Regions from separate parts of the Mus musculus genome. Here region 1 is linked to region 2. A link is a contact called in public promoter capture Hi-C data. All regions are on one chromosome and are shown on one strand. The core of a region is the stretch at or near the end of the contact, and the rest is flanking DNA. Distances in the headings are between cores, read along the strand shown. Region 1 overlaps Crk (v-crk avian sarcoma virus CT10 oncogene homolog). Region 2 overlaps Slc43a2 (solute carrier family 43, member 2).

Region 1 (5,412 bases), core at 619-3,118, 120 kb before region 2:
GAGATCCAATTGTTTCTGCCACCCAGGTACTGGGACTGAAGGCATGTGCAAAGCCTAGCCTATTATATTTATTATTATTATTTACATCTGTGGAGATCAGAAGTTTAAAGTCTCTATTTATTGTGCTGTGCCCGGTGCCCCAGGCTATCTGGCTCCTGAACTCCCAGGAGCTCCTCCTATCCCTACCTCCAGGTCACTTAGGAGCACTAGGATGACAGGCGTGAGTTGTCACATCTGGCTTTGTTACATGGGTTTCAGCTATCTAACTCAGGTCGCCAGGTTTGCCTGGCAAGCACCTTTACCCACTGAGCCATCTCACGGGCCTTACATGTTATTCTTAAATGTTTTCTGAAATTAAATGTGTGTGGGTCAGTGTTTTGTGTTAGTGGATTCTCTTCTTCCACCATGTAGGTCCCAGGGATTGAACTCAGGCCATCAGGCTTGCTGAAAAAGCTTTTATTTACCTGCTGAATTATCTCATCAGCCCCATATATTACTTCTTTTTAAGAATATTTATTTACTTATTTCCCCTACATTGATTATTGTTAATCAACATAAATGTTCAACTTTAAAATTAGAGAAGTGGTAAAATGAATTCTACACTCAGGTTTTAGCAACTCACAAAGAAGGTGTGAACACTGTGGTGCGCAAGAAACAAAGCAGCGTGTCTTAGGCATCTTTCCACATGGATTTTATTGCAATGGGAGACGTGTTCCTATAAAAAGCAGCAGCAGCAACAAAACAAAACCAGGTACAGCAAACTGCTGAGTTATAGCAAATCATAAGGACAGTTCTGATGAGACGCTAGCATTTCCAAAAGCACCTGTGTTCTAAGAAGGAAGGCAACCTCACACACACACACACATACACACACACACACACACACACACACACTCTTCCCCCCACGCCCCTTCACCCGCTGCTGTGCTTACATGAGGCTGGGAGGAGGGCAGGGCCTAGAAGACCCAAACATACCACTATGGGAAACACCTCTGAAAGGTGAGTGCAACAAAAAATTTTATTTTTTATTTTTATTTTATTTATTTATTTATTGTTATTTTGAGACCAGGTTTCTCTGTGTAGCCCTGGCTGTCCTGGAACTCACTCTGTAGACCAGGCTGGCCTTGAACTCAGAAATCCACCTGCTTCCCTAGTGCTGGGATCAAAGGTGTGTGCCACCATCGCCCATCATTAACAAAAATTTTAAGACAGTTTCAGAAGCTCCTCTATTGCCAGGCGGTGGTGACGCACGCCTTTGATCCCAGCACTTGGGAGGCAGAAGCTGGCAGATTCGAGGCCAGCCTGGTCTACAGAGTGAGTTCCAGGACAGCCAGGGCTACACAGAGAAACCCTGTCTCAAAAAAAAAAAAAAAAAAAAAAAAAAAACCAAAAAATAAAAAAACCTCCTCTAGCACACAAGGAAGACATGGGCTGGAGAGATGCCTCAGCTGTTAGGCATGCGTGCTGCTCTTGCAGGACTGGGTTCCCAGCAACTCTAACTCTAACTTCAGAAGACCCAGCACCCTCCTCTGGCCTTCAAGAGTACCAGGTACAAAAGTAGTGCATATACATACATAGATGCAAAGCACATAAATCTTTTTGTTTGTTTTGGGTTTTTCAAGACAGGGTTTTTCTCTGTGTAGCTCTGGCAGTCCTGGACTCTCACAGAGATTTCCCCCTGCCTCTGTCTCCCTAATGCTGGGAACTAAAGGTATGGGTTACCTTGCCTGGCACAAAGCATTAAAAAAAAAAAAGCCAAAGATAAGTTGTTTCTTGTTCCAGTGCTGCTAATGCTGCATGGTATAAGCCAGGCTTCCTAGCCTTTTCTTTTTCCTTGGCAATTCCAACTAGCAAAACACAAGCAAAGCAGCAAACAAAACCTTTGACACACTTTCCCTGTAAATCATTCTTAGTTGGTGCTAACATTACAATAAAGGAGGGATTCCTGGCTTGATGACTGTGGGCAGTCAGATATATGGGGCAGGAAAACCTCACTGATTCAAACTCCAGAAGGGAAGAAAAGGGAAAAGAATGCACATAAGTCACAGATAAGCCCGGACCTCACCACAGCTATGCATTTGGATTCCTTCCCCCTCCCCCAACCACAAATAGCCAAAGGCAGGAAGCAGAAGGAAGAGAAAGGAAGGAGATACTTGGTCAGTTTAGAGGACAGAACTACAGAATTCACAGCTGTCTGGGATTGGTTATTTCCTCTACATCAAACCTGAGTAAGAGTCTGAACCTAGGTCCTCACACATGCCAGGCAAGTTTCATTTTGAGACAGGTTCTTTTTTTTTTTTTTTTTTTTTTTTTTTTTTTTTTGGTTTTTTCAAGACAGGGTTTCTCTGTGTAGCCCTGGCTATCCTGGAACTCACTCTGTAGACCAGGCTGGCCTTGAACTCAGAAATCCGCCTGCCTCTGCCTCCCAAGTGCTGGGATTAAAGGCGTGCGCCACCACGCCCGGCTGAGACAGGTTCTTATTAAAATTGCCCAGACCAGCCTTGAGCTTATTCTGTAACCTAGACAAGTGAGTCTCAACAGGTGATCCTCCTGCCTCAGCCTACCAAGGAGCTTGAATTATATATAGGTTTACATTACAGCTTGAGTGTACAGTTATGAATTAACCTATCAAAAAAAAATTAGGGGGCTGGTGAGATGGCTCAGTGGGTAAGAGCACCCGACTGCTCTTCCAAAGGTCCAGAGTTCAAATCCCAGCAACCACATGGTGGCTCACAACCATCCGTAATGAGATCTGACTCCCTCTTCTGGAGTGTCTGAAGACAGCTACAGTGTACTTACATATAATAAATAAATAAATCTAAAAAAAAAAAAAAAAGAAAGAAAGAAAGAAAGAAAAAAGAAACCAGCACATGAAAACTTAAAAAAAAAAAAAATTAGGGGCTGTAGAGATGGCTCAGTGGTTAAGAGCATTGACTGCTCTTCCAGAGGTCCTGAGTTCAAATCCCAGAAACCACATGGTGGCTCACAACCATCTGCAAAGGGACCTGATGCCTCTTCTGATGTGTTTGAAGACATCGACAGAGTAATCACATAAATAAATCTTTTTAAATAAATAAATAAATAGCCAGGTATGGTGGTAAATGCCTATAATAACAGAACTTAGGAGGCAGAAAACAGAAGGAATGTCCTTATTTCCTGGCTACCCTGGTCTACAAATTGAGTTTCAGGCCAGCCAAAGCTATATAGTATAATAAGAAACTAAATAATTAAGTAAAAACATAAATATGCAGATAACTGGGATTATTTTAAGTAGGCACCTCACTACTATTTGCAAAGCCAATTACTTTTAAGCTGTTCAGGCCTCAGGCAACATCAGTTTTCACAGTATCATTCCCCAAAGAATTCAGAACACCTGAGGGCTCTGTGCTAAAATAGGCCTGGTTACTTCTGGCAAGATTAACAACAGCTGCTACACTACCAACCTTTCCAACTCTACAGCACTTCTCTGCCCCTCTTTACCAACCCTTTCTTCCTCCTCCATTACCTATGGCATTTACACAAGCTGTAGAAATAGATAAATACCCACTACTTGTCCAATACAATGGAGTAAAGGCTGCTGCCCTTGCATCCAAGAGGGATTCTGCAGACTAAGGAAGCCTGGCTGGTAATGTATGCCTATAAACTCCAGTATCTGGGAGGCAGAAGCAGAAATATCAGGAGTTCAAGATCATCCTTGGCTACACAGGGGAGCTCCAGGGCAGCCTGGACTACATGAGACCATTTCAAAAAAAAAAAAAGTAACAAATGAATAAAGACTATGCAAACAAAAGAAAATCTTTTTTAAAGAAAGGGGATATTGGCAAGGTACTTTGTAGACCAAAGTTTGACAGAATCAGATTCTCATTTACTGGCTGTATAAGCTGGTATCTAATTTCTCTGTGCCTCAGTTTCTCTGTAAAACAGGTCATTCACCCATCTAACAGTTTCTGAAGTGGCTGATGAAGAGAACTGTCTAATCTAAAAAGAACAGCCTAGTCTAAAGTGCTGCCCATCTCCAAAAACCCAAAACAACAAAATCCCTGCAAAAAAACAAATCAACAACAACAAAAAAATGTGGCAAGGTCAGTGAGCTGGTTCAGGTCTAGGGGCTTGCCGTCCAAGCCTGGTGACCTAAACCTACATGATTATGACTATGGAAGGACAGAAGCCAGCTCCCACTAATCTCCACACCTCAGCACATGTACCCCCCAGAATAACAGTAAAACATTACAGTAATTATATTAAGAGGTACTGGCAGTTAAGATCAAAGGCAGACAGCCTCGGTTTGATCCCCAGAACTCACTTGGAAGAACAGACTCCCACAAATTTTTCTCTCATCCCCATATGTGTCCTAAAGCACTTAATGCATCACACACACACACACACACACAAAATAAACATACAAAAAGTGGCTGGTATATCATAGATACTCAGCAAGTCTAAAATTTTGCTGCATCCTTCCCTGAAACCCTCTCAATTCCTTAAGAAATGTGCAATTTCAGGCTGGGTGATGGCTCAGTGTACGGAGCTTGCAGCACAGGCACAAGGATCTGAGTTTAGATTTCTGGCACTCACAAGGAAAAGCCACGTCTGGTGACATGCTCCTGTAAACTCAACCCTGGGAGGCTGGCACTGAAGGATCCCAGGGGACTAATGGCCAGCCAGTCCAGTCATCTGAGAAGATCCAGGTATAGTAACACATCACTTCTCAGAAAAATAAATGGCAAGCAATAGAGGAAGATGCCCAACACCCACCTCTAGCCTTCATTCCCAGGGGCACACAAACACATGCATGTTACAAACCTAACTCCAAGAAAATTTCAATTCACCCAAAAATCTTTGAACTACACATATCTGCCAAAGAAGAAGGTACCACAGTATCTCGGCAATCCTAGAAAGCCGTAGTCTGACAAACTCAGAACTCTCTCCAGGAAATTTGCAATTCACAGAAGTTGAGTAAAGCTGTGGCAAGTCCTACAGTTAATAAACCTATTGTACCTTCCCATGGGACTTTTGTCAGTAACTACTAAAGCCGTCTCTGTCTCTGCAGAGCAGCCGAGAGCTGGCTCAGCAGTTAGGAGCACGTGCTGCTTTTGCAGAAGACCTGGGTTCAGTTCTCAGCACCCACAAATAGTAGTACACAACCAATTCAATTCCAGAGAGTCTAATGCCCTCTTCTGGTCTCAGCAGGCACTACACATCCATTATATATGTATACACTTGTAGGCACAATAACCATATACGTAAAATTAAAGAATAGTTTTTTAAAAAGAAAATCAAGAAAGAACTTCTCTGGAACCATTACATTCGAGGGATACCTTGACCATCTCCAAAATGAGGTAAGATGATCATAGCCAGGACCTTGTGCATGTTAAGCAAACACTGTAAGTTACATCCTCAGCCCAAGGCAAA
Region 2 (5,819 bases), core at 2,001-4,500:
TGTGTGTTAAATGCTTGGCACTGGGCCTGACACAATAAATAACAGCCTATCATGTGATGGGGGTTGTAGACAACAGCATTTAACTCATCCTCTGATCTCAGAGCCCAGCCCTTCCATAAAGCAGGACTCCAGAGCCTTGTTTTATTTTCATAGTCAGCACATCGTTAGCACACTCGATTAGAGTAGGCTACAATTCAAGGGAGTGGAACAACCCCAGTGGCAAGTGGCTTTAAGATAGGCCCACGTGTGGGATGTGAGTGCCAGCCTGCGGTCCTCAGTCTCCTCTGCTTTTATCTACCTCAGTATCTCCCAAACGTCATCATATCAGGAAATGTCCACAGAGGTGGAAACAATGGGTGCCGAGCTTGCAAGGGTCCCCTCCTGCCCTCCAGGCCCTGCCTAATATCTATCTCGGCTGTCTTTCTCTGAGGGCTGCAAGCAGGCTGTGGTCTACGTACTGAGTGCCTTCTTTCTCCTCAGGCTCCTCTGAAGTATCTTCACACTCTTTCAGCTTCCAGTCCATGATGTAGCCGATGACAGGAGCTGTCAGCAGGCAGAGCAGCTGGAGTGCGCCAAAGATGGAGGTATAGAGGGCAACTGGGGAGGAATAGGACACGTCACGGGAGCTCTGGCACACGGCCCTGGGGAGCAGCTTGAGTGGACTCTATGGGTCCTCAGATGTCTGCCTTGGAGCATCATGGTCACTGTGGGTTGCAGGGAACCTACAGACCTTAACTTCTCAAATCAAAGCTAGAACAAAGGCCAATTTTCTGCTCCAAGCTTCTGTTGCTTCCCCCGAAACAGCTACTGAAATCCAGCATGTCACAATGACCCACCCTCCAAAGTTTCAGGAAGTCACTCTGACTTGGAAACCACAATATCACCAGTGTCCATAACCAGGGCTTTATATGTGACTGACCATCTTTTTCTGCCCCCAGGAAGGCACTGTTCCCAGAGACTCAGACGTCAGGGCTTCTATCTTCAAAGAGACTTAAAATTATAGAGGTGGGAACAAAAAAATCGTTGACCACTGAGTGTCCTACCCTTACCCCACCAGTTTAGTCAAGAGGGATGTTTGCTATGTGAGGGAAGGAGCCTCTGGGCTGGGCAGAGAGTACTTAGGGGTGTTGTAACGTTCCCTGACAACGCCCCTGGCTTACCAGTCGCCATCACTTCAGCAAGAGCACAAAGGTGGAAAAGCAGAAAGGAGAGGGGTTAGTGGCAGAAGACATGAATGAGACAGGAAACAAACAGACTAGCTCAGAACACATACCCCACTTCCCAAGAGTCCCTCTCCCCCAGAGCACTCAACGAAGGCCTTGCTCACACCAGCTCTGGGGTTAGATGTGAAAGAGAGCCAGCCCAGCTGATCTTTTCCTGGCTGCTGCCCATGGGCATGCTGGTGTGTCAGGCCTGTGGCCCTGGTCTGGGCACCATGATGAAGTAGCATGCTGGAGGCAGCAGGCCTGGCAGAAGCGGAGTTCTACCATGTGGCCCGTGGGAGAGCTGCCCTGTCACTGCACTCAGAGAGAAGGAAAGGTCAGAGGATCTGTGCCAGGCACACAGTCATCTGACACCACAAGTCTCCCTAGACAGCCAGGCTTCTTCCTTCAGCTCCCTGACCCAGGGCAGCCCTTCTGAGCAGAGCCAGGCCTGTGAGTACTGGATGCTGGAGACTAGGGGAATACAGTGCTTGTCTACTCTACTCCAGACTTCTTCTCCTGAGCTCTCTACTTCTTGAAGCTGACACTTTTTTTGTTTGTTTTGTTTTTTTAGATAAGGTTTTACTGTGTAGCCAAACTGGACTCAAAATCATAATCTTCCTGCCTCACTCTGTCTAGTCCCTGAGATTGTGGGAGTGTATCAGGATTTCCATCCCCCTCCGCCCCCCGTTTTGTCTTTTTTAAGACAGGGTGTCTCTGTGTAGCCATGGCTACCCTAGATAAAATTCGCTCTGTAGACCAGGCTGGCCTTGAACCCACAGAGATTCACCTGCCTCTGCCACCTGAGTGCTGGATATTGAATGCACAGGGGAAGAAGAGAACCAACTCCTGACCACTGTGTGCTACTTCCACGCTAGCAGCAAGCATCTCTTCCTGCTGAGTTGGTCCCATCGAAAGGTTTTTTTATTTCAGTGAAATACCAGAAGATTAAGCTGCGTGTGACGTAGTTCCAGTCCCGGGCTGAGACAGGAGGACCACCTACTGTCTGAAGCCAACCCTGTCTACCAAGTAAGTCCCATGCCAGCCTAGTCTACCACATCTCAAAAACAAAACAAAACAAAACAAAACAAAAACAAAAAATGTTCTACTAGGTAGGGTGGTTCACACTTGTAGTCATAGCTACAGGAGACTAAAGCAGGCAGGTACCTGGAGAGGCTAAACAGCAGCGAGCAAGGCTCATCTAGATCTACTGCCCCTAACCCATGCAGGCCTCCAATGTGCCCTGCAACCTCAGAGGACTCTGAACCTTGCCTTTCCACTTCCACCTCTGAGTGCTGGGATCACAGGCAGTCATCGCTGTGCAACTTATGTGGTGCAAGTGCCATGAGCGCTAAGAAAGCACTCTACCATCAAGACCCCCTATATTACCAAAAAAAAAAAAAAATTGTTCCAGGGGTATAAAGTTAGGAAATTATAGCCAGGCAGTGGTGGTGTACAACTTTGATCCTGCAACCTCTCGAGAAGCAGAAGCAGGCAGATCTCTGTGAGTTCGAGGCCAGCCTGGTCTACAGAGTGAGTTCCAGGACAGCCAGGGCTACACAGAGAAACAGTCTCAAAAAAGAAAAAAACCAAAACCAAAACCAAAACAAACAAATAAAAAAGTTAGGGAACTATCATTAGATTAAACAAAGCTTAAGGTCTTCTCCTCCTAAGGCCCTGAGGTCATTACCAAGGCCCATCATGATTTTTTTTTTGCTCATTACATTCGGCTTCTTTCCACTTCTCCCCTCTGAGAAGCCATTAGTTGCCAGGAGCTTTTCCCTCTGTGAAAGCCAGCCTTCCTGTCCCTGCGGATAACTGGTATTTGGCCCCTTGCAAGGACTGCGTTATCTTTCCCTGGGTAAAAACAAGTTAGCCAACAAAAGAAAGTGGCAGGCCGGTGAGACTGCCAACAAAGATTTGCCACCGAGTGTGTTTGTCCTGCTTGCTCAGGATGACTAAAGCTGACTCAGCCAGGCCTGGGGAAGTCCTGACTTTCTCTGCGCAGCAAAGCCCCTCGTCAGCTCAAGACCTGCTACTGTTTTCCTGTGGGTTATCAGTTCTGTTTCCCAGAGTGAACAAGCCTCAACTGGAGTACTTCGTTCCTGGGAAGCCTCTGTTTTCCCTGGTTCCCAGGGCAGGACATCGATCATAGAGTAGGCCCCCACTGACCCGTAGTCCTCAGTCGGGACAAAGGTCCTCCCTCAGCCCCCAGGTTGTCCAAGTGCCAAGCTAGTCCCTTTGGATCAGGGATGTGACGGGTGGGGCTGGGCTGCTGTCTTCGGCTCTGGGTCGTGTTCTCAGCAGACAGCCCGCAGTCCTCCCCACTGGCACTGAAAGCATTCACCCCACACCCGAAACACAGCGCTATTTCAGTCCTCTCCCTCCTTAGCCGGGAAAACCCTGATGGGGACATGAAAGAACAGTCAAGCTGGCCGTGACAAGACAAGCCAGCAGGGCCTCAGACACGGCAACTTCACAGCCCTACTGATGTGATCTAGGTCACAAAGTACATAAGCTGGAGGGGACGGAGGGCTTTATTGGGCTGGTGAGAGTAGCAGCACTGCCCTACCCTGGAGGGATGCATCAAGGAAGGCCCAGAGGTATGTGTGTGTGTGTGTGTGTGTGTGTGTGTGTGTGTGTGTGTGTAGTGGGGGACACTTACCTGTCTTCTGGTCCCCCCTGACCAGGAACTCAAGGATGCTGTTCATAGCCCCCATGTAGAAGATAAGTCGCAGCTGTGTGACACACATGGTGACCAGGCTGAGCACCAGGAGGGGGCTGAACACACTGTGCATAAACGATGGGGCCGCTGTGGGAAGAAGGCATAAAGCTCAGGTTCAGGAAATATGGCCCATCCAGCACCCAGGGCCTGGGGAAGGGACGAAGGCTCAGTGTGTGGACTATGCTGGCGGTGAGGGACAGTGAAGAGCCCCGCTGAGGTCTGTGGTCTTGATGCTCATCAGCAGACCCCCTAAGCTCTGCGGAACTCAGTGTAACCAGGTCCCTCTCCCCCTTTAAGACAGAATAGGTATGCAGTGAGAAGATACCCAGAGTCTCAGTCAGTGATTACCAATCAAGGGGGCTGTGGGCTAGACCTGCAGTGTAAATGCAGCTACCCTCCCCCTGCCCCCGGGTCTCTTGGGCCAACCTGGATAGGGACAGTCATGTTTTGGGTACCTGCAGCATCAGGCTGGCACTTCACCTCCAGGTCCACAGTGGACAGACACAGCTTGTGGCCCTCCTGCAGGGCGGCTTGCTCCTTGGCAGTCCGCATAGAGCTGCCCACGCTCAGACGGCGCCCCACTGTGGTCACCTGCTTGTAGAACTGCTTCCCTGTGATCTTGTGGTCAAAGCCTAGCCAGCTGAACTTGATCTTCACCCTAGCAGCCATAGGAAGGGTGTTTGTAGGTTGCTGCCCGGTCCCTGGCTGGTGTGAGGGTAGGGCAGAGAGCATGCCTAACTTACGAGTAGTCCATGTCCTCTGGGCCTGGGAAGGGCTCGAGTGGCCAGTTGAAGAAACAGTTGAAAAAAACCAGGCCAGAGCAGCCAGCCCAGACCACTAGGATGCCAATGAAGGAGGCGCCAGCGTCGTAGATGAGCTGTCAGAAGAGGGAGCAGTGTTATCAATGGGAAACCAGAATGGGCATTGGGCAGGGGACAGTTGGGAGCTCTCACTGTGCTGGGCCATATAGAGAGGCTCAACCCTGTGATCTGAGCTGTTTGGCTATTAGAACCCCATGCTCTGATAATCCCAACCTGTCTGAACCTAGAATCCAATTTGAATCAAATGTCACCATCTTGAAAGGTGACTGAGTTATTGCTGTCATGTCTGCCTTGCTGGGTCACAGTAAACAGTCCTGGCTAAGACTTTTCTGCTTCTTCTGAGTGTTTTTCCCCCTCTGTTTTGAGACAGGTTCTCGTGTAGCCCTGGCTGGCTTCAAACTCTTGATCCTCCTGCCTCCGCATCCAGAGTGTTGGGATCACAGGCAGCCTAGCCATTCTGTTTGACTGTCTAGTTCCCCAAGGACAGGAACCTGCCGGCCTCATCCACTGATACTTCTCTAAGTATACACAGGGCAGGTGCTCCAGACACTCAGGAGACCAACTGACTTAGCTCCTTTGGTGCCTCTGTGAAACAGGTATTGATGCTATACTTGGAGAGTGCTTCAGCAGGATTAGTGGTGATCCTGGCAGAGGGCAGAGAGCCAAGCATTCCAGCACCAATTGATACCATTTCTTTCTTTCTATTTTTTTTTCCTCTTCCCTACTCTCTTTTCTTTCCAAGACAGTGTTTTTCTGTGTAGCCCAGGCTGTTCTGGAACTCACTCTGTAGACCAGGCTGGCCTCGAACTCAGAAATCCACCTGCTTCTGCCTCCCAAGTGCTGGGATTAAAGGCTTGCGCCACCACTGCCCAGCTCTTTTCTTTGTACCAGAAATTGAACTTGGGGCCTCCCATGTGCTTGCCAACTATCTAACAGTGAACTTTACTCATGGTCCTTAAAAAAGCTGAGATAAGTAGAGACTTAACTTGCCCAGGCTGCCCTTGAACGTTCCATGCCCTCCTGCCTCAGCCTTCTCAGTAGTTGTCATTACAGGCCCATGCCCCTAGGCCT

What was found. Capture Hi-C pulls out chosen DNA fragments and counts their contacts.
Region 1: a contact with region 2 is called in a promoter capture Hi-C map of liver. The contact joins two enhancer-like sites. A contact is called at or near these places in 3 of 9 other capture datasets (adipose tissue, liver and pancreatic islet).

The regions. Positions count from the first base shown.
Region 1 is chr11:75,684,372-75,689,783 of GRCm38.p6, reverse strand. All of the region lies in intron 1 of Crk (v-crk avian sarcoma virus CT10 oncogene homolog), which reads right to left. Among named protein-coding and RNA genes, the nearest start is that of Crk, 7.8 kb to the right of the region's middle. Within about 2 kb of position 1,868, at least 57 of the 459 cell types and tissues checked have an H3K27ac peak or open chromatin away from gene starts, as enhancers often do. A contact at or near this core is called in liver, where this site is marked.
Region 2 is chr11:75,561,757-75,567,575 of GRCm38.p6, reverse strand. Slc43a2 (solute carrier family 43, member 2) reads right to left here. Exons shown (of 14, transcript NM_001199283.1): 7 at 4,671-4,804; 8 at 4,383-4,585; 9 at 3,868-4,014; 10 at 459-597. Among named protein-coding and RNA genes, the nearest start is that of Mir3971, 13 kb to the right of the region's middle. Within about 2 kb of position 3,250, at least 125 of the 459 cell types and tissues checked have an H3K27ac peak or open chromatin away from gene starts, as enhancers often do. A contact at or near this core is called in liver, where this site is marked.